Linked DNA regions of Sus scrofa: region 1 is linked to region 2. A link is a contact called in public HiChIP or PLAC-seq data. All regions are on one chromosome and are shown on one strand. Each heading gives the region's core, a stretch centred on a gene start, on an enhancer-like site or on the middle of the called end of the contact. The rest is flanking DNA. Distances are from core to core; before and after follow the strand shown.

Region 1 (5,465 bases), core at 1,084-3,583, 210 kb before region 2:
GAATATAATGATAATAGCACCTTCCTTATAAAGTTTAAATAGGTTAATATAGGTAAACATATTTGCACATGCTAAGGGCTTGGTAAATATTAACTCTCTATATCTGTATCTCTACATCTATAGATGCTTACATAGTTTTCATTCATTCAAATCCACTTAAGAAATGTATAGTGTGAGAGGGATCAGTCTGAAAATTGCACAGCTGGGTTTTGTAAATTAAAAGCTCTGGTATAGTTTTGTAGGATGCAGCACTGTTTATTTCAAGTTAGCCATTTTCATTATTTTCTCTGGCAAAAGCACATCACCCCAAGGGCAAGGAGTTGAGTCCTTAGGTGTGGGCCATAGAATCAAGCTGAGAGGGCAGTCACCTGCTGTCAACTTCATCGTTTGCAAAAGTTCATTATTTCTTTTGGTTTCCCCATAGAATCATTACCACCCCTTTCCTACTACTGGGTCATTTTAATCTATAGGTGAGAAAAAGAGTTATTCGGCAGAGCACTGAGCGATAGTTGCCTTGGCTGGCAGTTGCCACTACCATCCAGAGGGCTCAGAAAAATGACAGAGGTGACACAGTAACTAAGCTCCATCAAACGTGAAAAATGGCAAGTGGACGTTTCATTTTTTTTGTTTTAAGTCTACCTCCCTTTTCCTTGCTGTGAAAATAGAACCTCATGGTGAGGACACTTGGCAGAGACAAGTGAACAGGTATGCCTGGCTTGGGCATTCACATCTGAAATTTTTGATGAGTGCCTTGCCTGGTCACAGACAACTGTATCAAGCCTGCAGGACTGCATCCTTCCTGTTTTAGCAGGAGACAGCTCTGTGGATTGTCGAGTTGCTTTATGGATTCCAGTGGGTGCTCCCTATATAAATGTGGGAACGTCTCTTAAGATAACCAGTGGCCACTAGGGATGAATGCTCTGACTACTTTTGTTGACAGTAAATAAAATGATTTTGAAATGGATCATACAGAGGTCTCATCTGTAGAGAAAGGACTCTTTTGGTTATCCTGATGCTTGGCTCAATTGGTTTTCTGAAATGAGAATGTAATATTCCTGAGAGGTTGAACTGTTTTCATTTAAAAATTATCATTTAGGGGAGTTCCCATTGTGGCTGGGGTAACAAACCCAGCTAGCATCCATGAGGATGCGGGCTTGATCCCTGGCCTCCCTCAGTGGGTTAAGAATCCAGTGTTGCCGTGAGCTGCGGTGTAGGTCGCAGTCACAGCTGTGATCCTGCATTGCTGATGATGTGGTGTAGGCCAGCAGCTGCAGCTCTGATTGGACCCCTAGCCTGATAACTTCCACATGTAGTGGGTGCAGCCCTAAAAAGCAAAAACAAACAAACAAATAAACAAAAAAGGTCATTTGGGGTTAGATGTGAGCTCATGCTAAACTAGAGGTAACAAAAATTAGATAATAAGGAATTTATTTTTTTGTTTTCTGCTTCCTAACTTTCCCCCGTGACATTCTCTAAATTTCTTAGTTGGTGACATTTTGTTGTTTCTATGTTCTTTCTTAATACCCTCATTCAGTCTCTTGGTTTCACATATCACCATTGCTTTGTGAAAAACAACTGAATTTCTCTTTACAGTTATGGGGCTGCTTCTTATATGAGGTGATAAATCTCTATCATCTAGGCCATCTCAGTTCAATATTCTCTTACTTATACCTTAAAGCATCTTGACTCTTTTCCCTCAAAACAGTAGTGGGAGAGTGAATCATTCTAAAGCCATGTCATGTTCATGTCCCTCCCGTGTTCAGAAATCTTCAGTAGTTCCCTACTCCCTATCAAAAAACTCTAAATTTATTATCTAGCATTTAAGACTTTCCTAAAATTTGTTCCAACCTACCTTTCCAAGCTTGTTTCTTATATGCTTCATTTACACGGTCTCTTGCAGAGGTCGAAACACTTTAAGGGCTTCTGTGGGGAGAGGGAAGAGGAGAGGGTACCACCCAGTGCAGTGGCTTATTGTGTCCTGGATCAAAGCTTCCTCCCCCTTCCCAGCACCTTCCCTGCCTCCAGGGACTAAATGTGAAACTAGCTGGGGTCAGTCCAATTTTCAACCAGAAATTCACTTCTGTTTAGAAGGCAGAGATCATCATCAGAAAGTTCTTCTGTATCCAAATGTAGATTAAAGAGCAAAGTGAACTTCCTGAAAGGTAGGGGTTGCCTTGAGATCATGGCTCCTGGACCCCTGAGCTCTAGGATCAGCACTGTCGGGGGTAACTCTTGAGTACTGCGTGCCCTCAATATGCAAGTTTCTCCTCTGGCAGCAGGAAGCACATAGATAATGCTGAAGCTGCAAGACCAAAACCAGAACAAATTCCAGAACACAGAAAAACAGGAACAAAGCATGCAGGCAGCCAGCATAAAGGGGCCAGCAAGGGCCAGTGTCACTGCCTCGGCAAGAGTTCCCTCCAGGATGAATCTCCTCTTCTAGACCTTTCCATAGCCAGACTATGGACAGCCCACACCTGCTCAGAAAATATTAGCCCAAATGGTCTGTATGTTTTCAAGGTTCAGAAGCTGCCTTGAGGATCTGCCACCTCTTTTCACATCCAGAACATCCCTACCAACAAGACAGAAGCAAAGCTCCTCTGAACACACAGATATTTGCCTTCAGAATGATCTGAAACCTCTCCTGGATCCAGCTAACTAGGACCAGAATTCTTCCCTGAATACCAAACTGCAGCCAGCTCCGTGCATTCTAGAACCAGGACCCACACCTGCTGCTCCCGTATCCCCTGGCCTGGGATAGGCCAGGGTAGAAAACAGACTGATGCCCTTGGCAGGCAGCCTTGTCAGCGCTGCTCCATTGCTTCTACATGGTACTCGGCCAAATCTGTGCCCCCAAACCAAGTAGTTACCTCTGTCTCCCACAGGAGTAATGGGCCTGGCAGATTCCTGTGCCCACCACGCTGACCCCTCCACTAGTGTCCAGTGGGGAGCCCCTCAGCCTAGGGTAGAGCCCATATGGATCACCTCAAAAGCAGCTAGATCATCAGGAACACCGCTTCTAAACTTAATCCAGAATATGCTTCCCCCTGATGAGAAAACACCCATAGCAGCACATGGAACACAGAATGCCAGGGTATTAAATGAACCCAAAGAAACCATGAGGATTGATACAACCATACTGGCTCACTAACAAAGCCTAGGTAAGAGACCTGGGTCACAGATGGTCAGCTCCTTCACAGCAGGTATCATCTTCTAATTGTGGCCCCAGTGGAGGGAGAGCAACTTCCTGGGAGACACGGGTGTTCCAGGAGAAGGCACATTTTAACATTCTGTAACACCATACCTCAAAATTCAGCAGATACAGCACTTTATAGGCCCAAGAGGCCCTGACGCCTTCACTGTATTGGGCAATGGCCTACCTTCAGTCTTTTTGGAACAGATCTGCAGGAGGTCTACATGAGTGGGATCTTTTCTCTATACTCTACCTGAGAAGCCCAGCCAGACACTGAAATAGTCCCCATGAGAGGAAGTTCCAGGCCATAAACAGCCGTGGGGTCCTAAACCAGGGTGTTTGCACAGGGGATGATGGGCATACCAGCCCCAAGAACATACAAGCTTTGCCTGGCTTAGGAGGTCTGGTGTCTGGAAATTTGAGCAGCTTTCTGGGTACAGGTCTGTCCATGCTAAGCCTCAACCAGTGGGATCACAAACCACTCTGAAGCAAGAGGAAAGTATTAATGAAATGTGCACGGACAAATTTATTTATTTATTTATTTATTTATTTATTTATTTATTTATTTATTTTTGCTTTTTAGGGCCATACCCAGAGTGTATGGGAATTCCCAGGCCAGGGATCACATTGGAGCTTCAGCTGCTGACCTATGCCCACAACCACAGCAGACATGGGATGCAAGCCACATCTGTGACCTATACCACAGCTCATGGCAAGGCCAGATCTTCAACCCACTGAGCCAGGCCAGGGATCAAACCCACATCCTCATGGATACCAGTTGGGTTTGTTATGGCTGAGACACAACAGGAACTCCAGAATTAATTTTTTAAACAAAGGGAACCATTAGGAAGTTCAGGGTAGGAATAGCATAGAAATTAAAAAAATATATATTTGACATTTAGGATTTTGTTTTTAGTTTAAGTGCTCCTCAGTGCTTTCTCCCTCTATATACATGTCTTATACCTACTTCATCCTTCACCATCTCCTCCATTATGGGTGTTTTCTTCTCTTATGCCCCCACCCCAGCCTGCTCATGCCCTGCTTCCCTCCCCTCTTTTCCCTTGGGCACTACGGTACATGGCATCGTTCTGGGGAGACACATCTAGTAAAGTCTCAGCATCCCTGCTGAGCATGTTCCTGGTTGTGTGTGTGTGTGTGTGTGTGTGTGTGTATATGTTGGAAGGATGATAGTGATTTCTGGCCCCAGAAAGCACTGTGGCTTTTTTCTCCCCTTTGATTTTTTCTTCACCAATACGCCCTTCTTTCCACCCACCCCACTCTTGTTTTCTGGTCTCCTTTTGTTTGGAATTTCCAGGTGAATTTTATTAATGTGGGAGTGGAACAGATGCTAAAAGTCATCCAGGATTTTGTTTTTCTTTTTTTTAATTTTGTGGTTACTTCCCTTTCTTCCTCCTCCTACACACAAAATGTTCTATGTAACTTCCATTAAATTCAGCGCAAAACCACTTGCTGGGGCTGTGACATCAAAAAATAAAATATATTGTTTCCCATATAATTCAGAAGAATACTTTAAGGTTCAATCCAAAAATGACTTCCATGAAATTCTTCCTAATCTCCTAGGAAAGACCAAATGTCATTTTCCTTGGAACTTGCTACTTCCATCTAACACTTCCTTCTGTCCTTTTCTTGTAACATATGTTTTTAATGTTTTATCTTTCCTATAAATTGAAACTACATGAGAGCTGAATCTGACTCTAATTCAGCTTTGGACACTCCACAGTGTTTTGCATATAGATGTTGCTTGAATGTTAGGCAGATGCGTAAATTTCTTTCTATAACCACTTCAGATTATCCCTAGCATGGGGAACGATGGAGGGAGCAATTAAAACAAGCCTCACAAGTTGGAACATGACATTCAATTTATGAAATTAGGGTGAAAGAAAAGAAGAGTCAGAGGAAGGTATAACCTGAGTTATAAATAGTCCCAGAGAAACTAAACAACAGATGACAGAGGGGTTTGTACGAGCTTACAAGGTGCTGAGGGTAAAAAGTTACAGTTTCTAAAGCGGAAGGAAAAGTTTATAAAATTTGCTTCTGAGCAGTGCAGTCAGGCAGTACCAGGTCTTACTATGTGTCTCAGTCTGTGCAGGCTGCTATAACAAAATACTGTAATAGACTGGGTGGCTTAAACACCAAATATTTCTCACAGTTCAGAGGGGTAGAAGTCCAAATGCAAGACTCCAGCAGATTCGGTGTCTGGTTGGAACCCTCTTCCTGTTTCATGGACAGCTGTCTTTTGGTTGTGTGCTAG
Region 2 (5,108 bases), core at 2,276-4,775:
TATAAATAAATAAATATATCTTTGTAGGAGTTCGATCATGGCTCATCAGAAATGAATCTGACTAGTTCCCATGAGGACTCAGTTTTGATCCCTGGCCTCACTCAGTGGGTTAAGGATCTGATGTTGCTGTAACCTGTGGTGTAGGTCGCAGACATGGCTCGGATCCTGTGTTACCATGGCTGTGGTATAGGCCAGCAGCTGCAGCTCCAATTTAACCCCTAGCCTGGGAACCTCCATATGCCATGGTTGTGGCCCTAAAAAGACTGATAAATAAATAAATAAATAAATGTATTTGTAAATAAAAGATAAATACATTATTTATATATTATTTATTTAAATTTTTTGCAGTAAATTTTACATATGAATAAATATGGAGATTAATGTGTAAATATATTTTACATGAATATATTTATGAATATATTATTTATAGTATATATTTATAATATAAAAAGAGCTACCTCTTTGAGTGATAAGATCACTTTGGAATTGAATACACATTAATTCCCTTCACAAGACTTAATCATGTTAACTTCTCCAGGCAAAGAGGTCTCCTAACATTTTGTGCACATTCACTATGATAAAATAGTATCAAGTGCCATCCTTCTTGCCAAGAGGCTAAGAAGAAACTGAAGTATAGCCTTTATTATATATCAGTTGCACAGAGCCTATAGGTCAGTGCCTTGCCATCACTAGACATTAACAAAAGTTTTCTTTCCTGTTATTTTATATCATAGAAAATTCAAAACAGATATGAAAGTAGAGACAATAAAAAATGATACACTTCCAGGCACCATTACCTAACTTCACCAAATATCAACTGAAAGCCAGTTTTATTTCACTTGTATGCCTATGCACTTTTTCATTACCCCATGCATGGGTTACTTTGAAATAAACACATGAGATCATATCATTTCACTTACAAATATTTTAGTGTATGTCTAAAAGTTAAAGACTTAAAAAAATACTGTTAAGACTATTATCATGCCTTAAAGACTCTATGACAAGAATTCATTATATCAAATAGGTAGGCAGTTTTAAAATTTGTCTCATTGTCTCATAATTTTTATATAATTATTTTATTGAATTATGGTTAATTTGTAATGTTAGTTTCCAGTGTACAACAATGATTCAACATCTTTCAGGTCTTACTCCATTAAAATTTTTTATAAAATATTGGCTGTATTCCCTGTGCTGTACAACATATCCTTGCAGCTTATTTATTTTATACGCAATAGTTTGTACCTTTTCATCCCAACCGCTATCTTGCCCCCTTCTTCCCTACCCCCCTGGTAACCACTAGTTTGCTCTCTGTACCTGAATTTGTTTCTGTTTTCTTACATTCATTTGTTTGTTTTATTTTTTAGATTCCATGTATGAGTGATAATAGGCAGTATTTGTCTTTGTCTGAATTATCTCAGACATAACTTTTGTTTTAATTAGCTTCAAAGTCATTGTATTTCAGTGACTCATTTGTCTCTTAAGTCTCTTTTCAACTATATTAAAAGTATCCAATAGTAGCCATACATGGAATATTAAATTTAAAATGTAAAAAAGCAGCAATAATTGTAATAATATTTTTGATTACAGCAATATATGTAAGACATTGTCATTTTGGCACACAATGTGTATAAAAATTATTACTTTGGGGAGTATTGACTCTCCAAAATTTGGTGTGGGTTTTGCATTTATGGCACATCTCAATTTGAACTTGCCACTTTTCAGGTGCTCAACACCCATATATATTTAGTACTTACTAACTGGACACTGTAGATGTTTCTGGTAATCAAAGGAAAAGAACATGGAAAGGGTTTTTATGTAACTCTTCCTTACCAACGGATAAGAAGAGGATTACCAACAGTGGGACAAATATATATTAGAGCCTGTGTCTTCCCAGAGCTTGAGACAGACATGCATGTGCCCAATTTCTTTGAAAATGTGATCCTTTAGAGCAGAGGTGCATGGCAGGGGAGGAGAACATTGAAGAAGGGAAAACCTGTGCAAAAAAATGTTGTAGGCTTGGCTTCTGATATAGGAAGCTGATGGTTCATTCTGCTGGGACTTTCTGAGGACTCATAAAAAGGGTCGCAAAAGGAATCACATAGAGCAAACAGGAAAGTATTTGTGTTCCATCCACCAGTGCTAAAGGAAGGACCCTAGGCATTATCACTTTCATTCTTCTGGTTGTGAATGTATAAGCAGCGTCTCCAGTTTTGCAGCGTCTCCTTCCAGGAGAGGAAGCCAGCAGTATCTAACTAGAGCAGAGACCAAGTGCTGGGCAGTTCTGACCCCTGAGAGCTGTGCTGATAGATCAAAGCCTGCAGGGAATAAGTTGCCCAATGCAGCAGTGGCTAGAATGAGAATACAGCCAAGAGGATTCTGGAGGGAACATGGCAGATGTCCAAAGAATACACTTGTAACTTGAAAGTAAACATATGTTAGATGAAAACCATTTACCACGGAGATCTGATGACCATGACAAGAACATGGCGGGGGGCACAATTCAATAAGGATCAGAACAGTCAGAAAGAGAATAATATTAGGAATATAGATCCAACTAAACTCCATTATCTACTCTTTTTTAAAGTCTCAATAGCATTGAGAACTATGTCTAGATACTCATGTTGCAACAGAAGAAAGGGTGGGGGAAAAAACTGTAAATGCAATGTATACATCTAAGGATAACCTGACCCCCTTGCTGTACTGTGAGAAAATTAAAAAAAAAAAAAAGTCTCAGTTTCTTCAAATGTAATCAACAATATCTAACATTGCAGCCAGAATATATAATGTCCCAGTTTTCATTCCAGTATGTGTATACCTTAATTGTGTTAGTGTGTTTTTCTGGAATTAATCAGATTTTCACAAGGTGGACAATAGCCAGTCAGTGCCTAGACATCATATCCACTTAGTAAACATCACGTCTCCAACACTAGTAGTTGAGAAAATTTTGTAAAGCCATTTTTTCAGAGCTAGACATGACCTTAGAAAGGGACATGTCAACTGGTACCACTAAGTGATAAAAGAATTCCCTGAAGATCCTTTGTAAGAAATAGGCTTGTAACATGTGCTGCCTCCAGAGGATAAATGAGAAACACCTGGCTTAGTTTTGTAATGTCCCTTTGTCTCAATCCTTACAGTTGTCCTAAAGCTAAGTAGCTAATCCAACCTCTGCCAGTAAGTGCTGTTACCTAAAGTGAGACTCACATTAACCGAAACATTAAGTTCAAGGATGCCAGGTTCTATAAAACACCTTTTACCAAATCTATACTTTGAAAACAGTATGATCTCACTTACCTACCTTGCTACCATCCTATAGCAGATAAATCATCTGCCAGAGTGAGATTTAACTATGCTTTAAAATGTCTGTGATGGCTATAAAAGAAATTGTGTTCCTAAACACCACACACGTTATAGGATCTCACTCTCCTTATATGTCAAATGCTGACGGGGAAGGAGGGGAAAAGGCCATGTGGCGGGGGGAGGACGAAGAGGAGTGTCCTGGGAGTTAGAGTGAAGGAGATTGAAGAGAATCTAAATGGCTGGGATGAGGAAGGAAGTGGAGAGGAGGAACAGATTTCAACATTGCTGTGCACAAGGAGTGAGTGCCTCTTAAATATTCTTCGTACCAAATTACAGAGGAAGCCACTCCTTTTTATTGAAGTATAACTGACTTACAATGTTCTGTTAGTTTCTGATGTATAGCAAAGTGATTCAATTATACATATACATATTCTTTTTCAGATTCTTTTCCATTATAGGTTATGATAAGGTAGTGAATATACCTTGCTATATAGTAGGTCCTTGTTGTTTATCTATTTTTTTTTGTAGTAGTGTATATCTGTTAAGTCCAAACTCCTAAATGATTCCTTCCTCACCACCTTACCCCTTTGGTAACCATAAGTTTGTTTTCTATGTCTGTCAGTCTATTTTAGTATTGAAAATAAGTTCATGTGTATCGTTTTTTTAGATTACAAATATAAGTGATGTCATATGATATTGATCTTTCTCTTTCTGATTTACTAGGTATGATGATCTCTACATCTATCCATGTTGCTACAAATGACATTATTTCATTCTTTTTAATAACTGAGTAATATTCTCTTACACACGAGTGTGTGTGTGTGTGTGTGTGAGTGTGTATAACACATCTTCTTTATCCATTTATCTGTCAGTGGACTTCAGTTGAAAATCAATTCTTTTTTGGAGTTCCTGTCCTGGCTCGGTGGTTAACAAATCCAACTAGGAACCATGAGGTGGCGGGTTCCATCTCTGGCCTTGCTCAGTGGGTTAAGGATCTGGCATTGCCATGAGCTGTGGTGTAGGTTGCAGACGTGGCTCAGACCCCGCATTGCTGTGGCTCTAGCACAGGCCGGTGGCTACAGCTCCAATTCGACCCCTAGCCTGGGAACCTCCATATGCCGTGGGAGCAGCCCTAGAAAAGGCAAAAAGACAAAAAAAAATTCCTTTTTAATTAATATTGACTTTTGAACTGTTCTTACTTATCGCTATGTGGGTCTTTATGTTATAGAGAATACACTAATCTCCTCCAAATGAAACCCAAGTTCAGAGAGATGTTCATCAGATGTACATTTATATGATGTAGCCCAGTTGTTGATTAACTTGGCTTTGTGTCTTAGTTTTCATATTTGTTTTAGTTCCTTTTTTCAGAGCTGCATTTTTAAAACACTTGGTTTAGCTTTGGAAATATTTCTACTGAGTGTAACAGCTATTGTGGTTAAGTTTCCACTGCATTGTTAGTCATTTCATTTCATTTGTCTGACACATATTAAGTGCCAACCATATGTCAGACTTGACAAAGAGAACCAGGAGTTGGAGATGATCAATGATCAGACCTTGCACTGAAAGCTCAGTAGGTGCCAGTAAGACCACTGGAATGTGTCAAAATTCATGTATACTTATATTAGTATTCACAGTCCTGCAGGCCATGATCTTAGGAAGCTTATAAGATCTATTATGGCCAAATCAGTGCAACCACCAAGATAACCTCAGCTTTGGATAGTTGTACATGGGAGGATGAAAAGTGAAAAATTGAGTCATTCATCCTAATATATTGCCAATATTTGGAAATTTCTGGGCAGCTGTCTGATTTC

Evidence for each region. HiChIP or PLAC-seq counts read pairs in DNA pulled down with a chosen protein or histone mark.
Region 1: a contact with region 2 is called in an H3K27ac HiChIP or PLAC-seq map of alveolar macrophages. The contact joins two enhancer-like sites. A contact is called at or near these places in 1 of 47 Hi-C or Micro-C datasets (heart right ventricle) and 2 of 2 datasets of contacts at active chromatin or transcription factors (alveolar macrophages and skeletal muscle).

Annotation. Positions count from the first base shown.
Region 1 is chr16:45,989,303-45,994,767 of Sscrofa11.1, forward strand. No RefSeq gene overlaps it. Among named protein-coding and RNA genes, the nearest start is that of CD180, 400 kb to the left of the region's middle. Within about 2 kb of position 2,334, at least 8 of the 83 cell types and tissues checked have an H3K27ac peak or open chromatin away from gene starts, as enhancers often do. A contact at or near this core is called in alveolar macrophages, where this site is marked.
Region 2 is chr16:46,197,891-46,202,998 of Sscrofa11.1, forward strand. No RefSeq gene overlaps it. Among named protein-coding and RNA genes, the nearest start is that of PIK3R1, 230 kb to the right of the region's middle. Within about 2 kb of position 3,526, at least 5 of the 83 cell types and tissues checked have an H3K27ac peak or open chromatin away from gene starts, as enhancers often do. A contact at or near this core is called in alveolar macrophages, where this site is marked.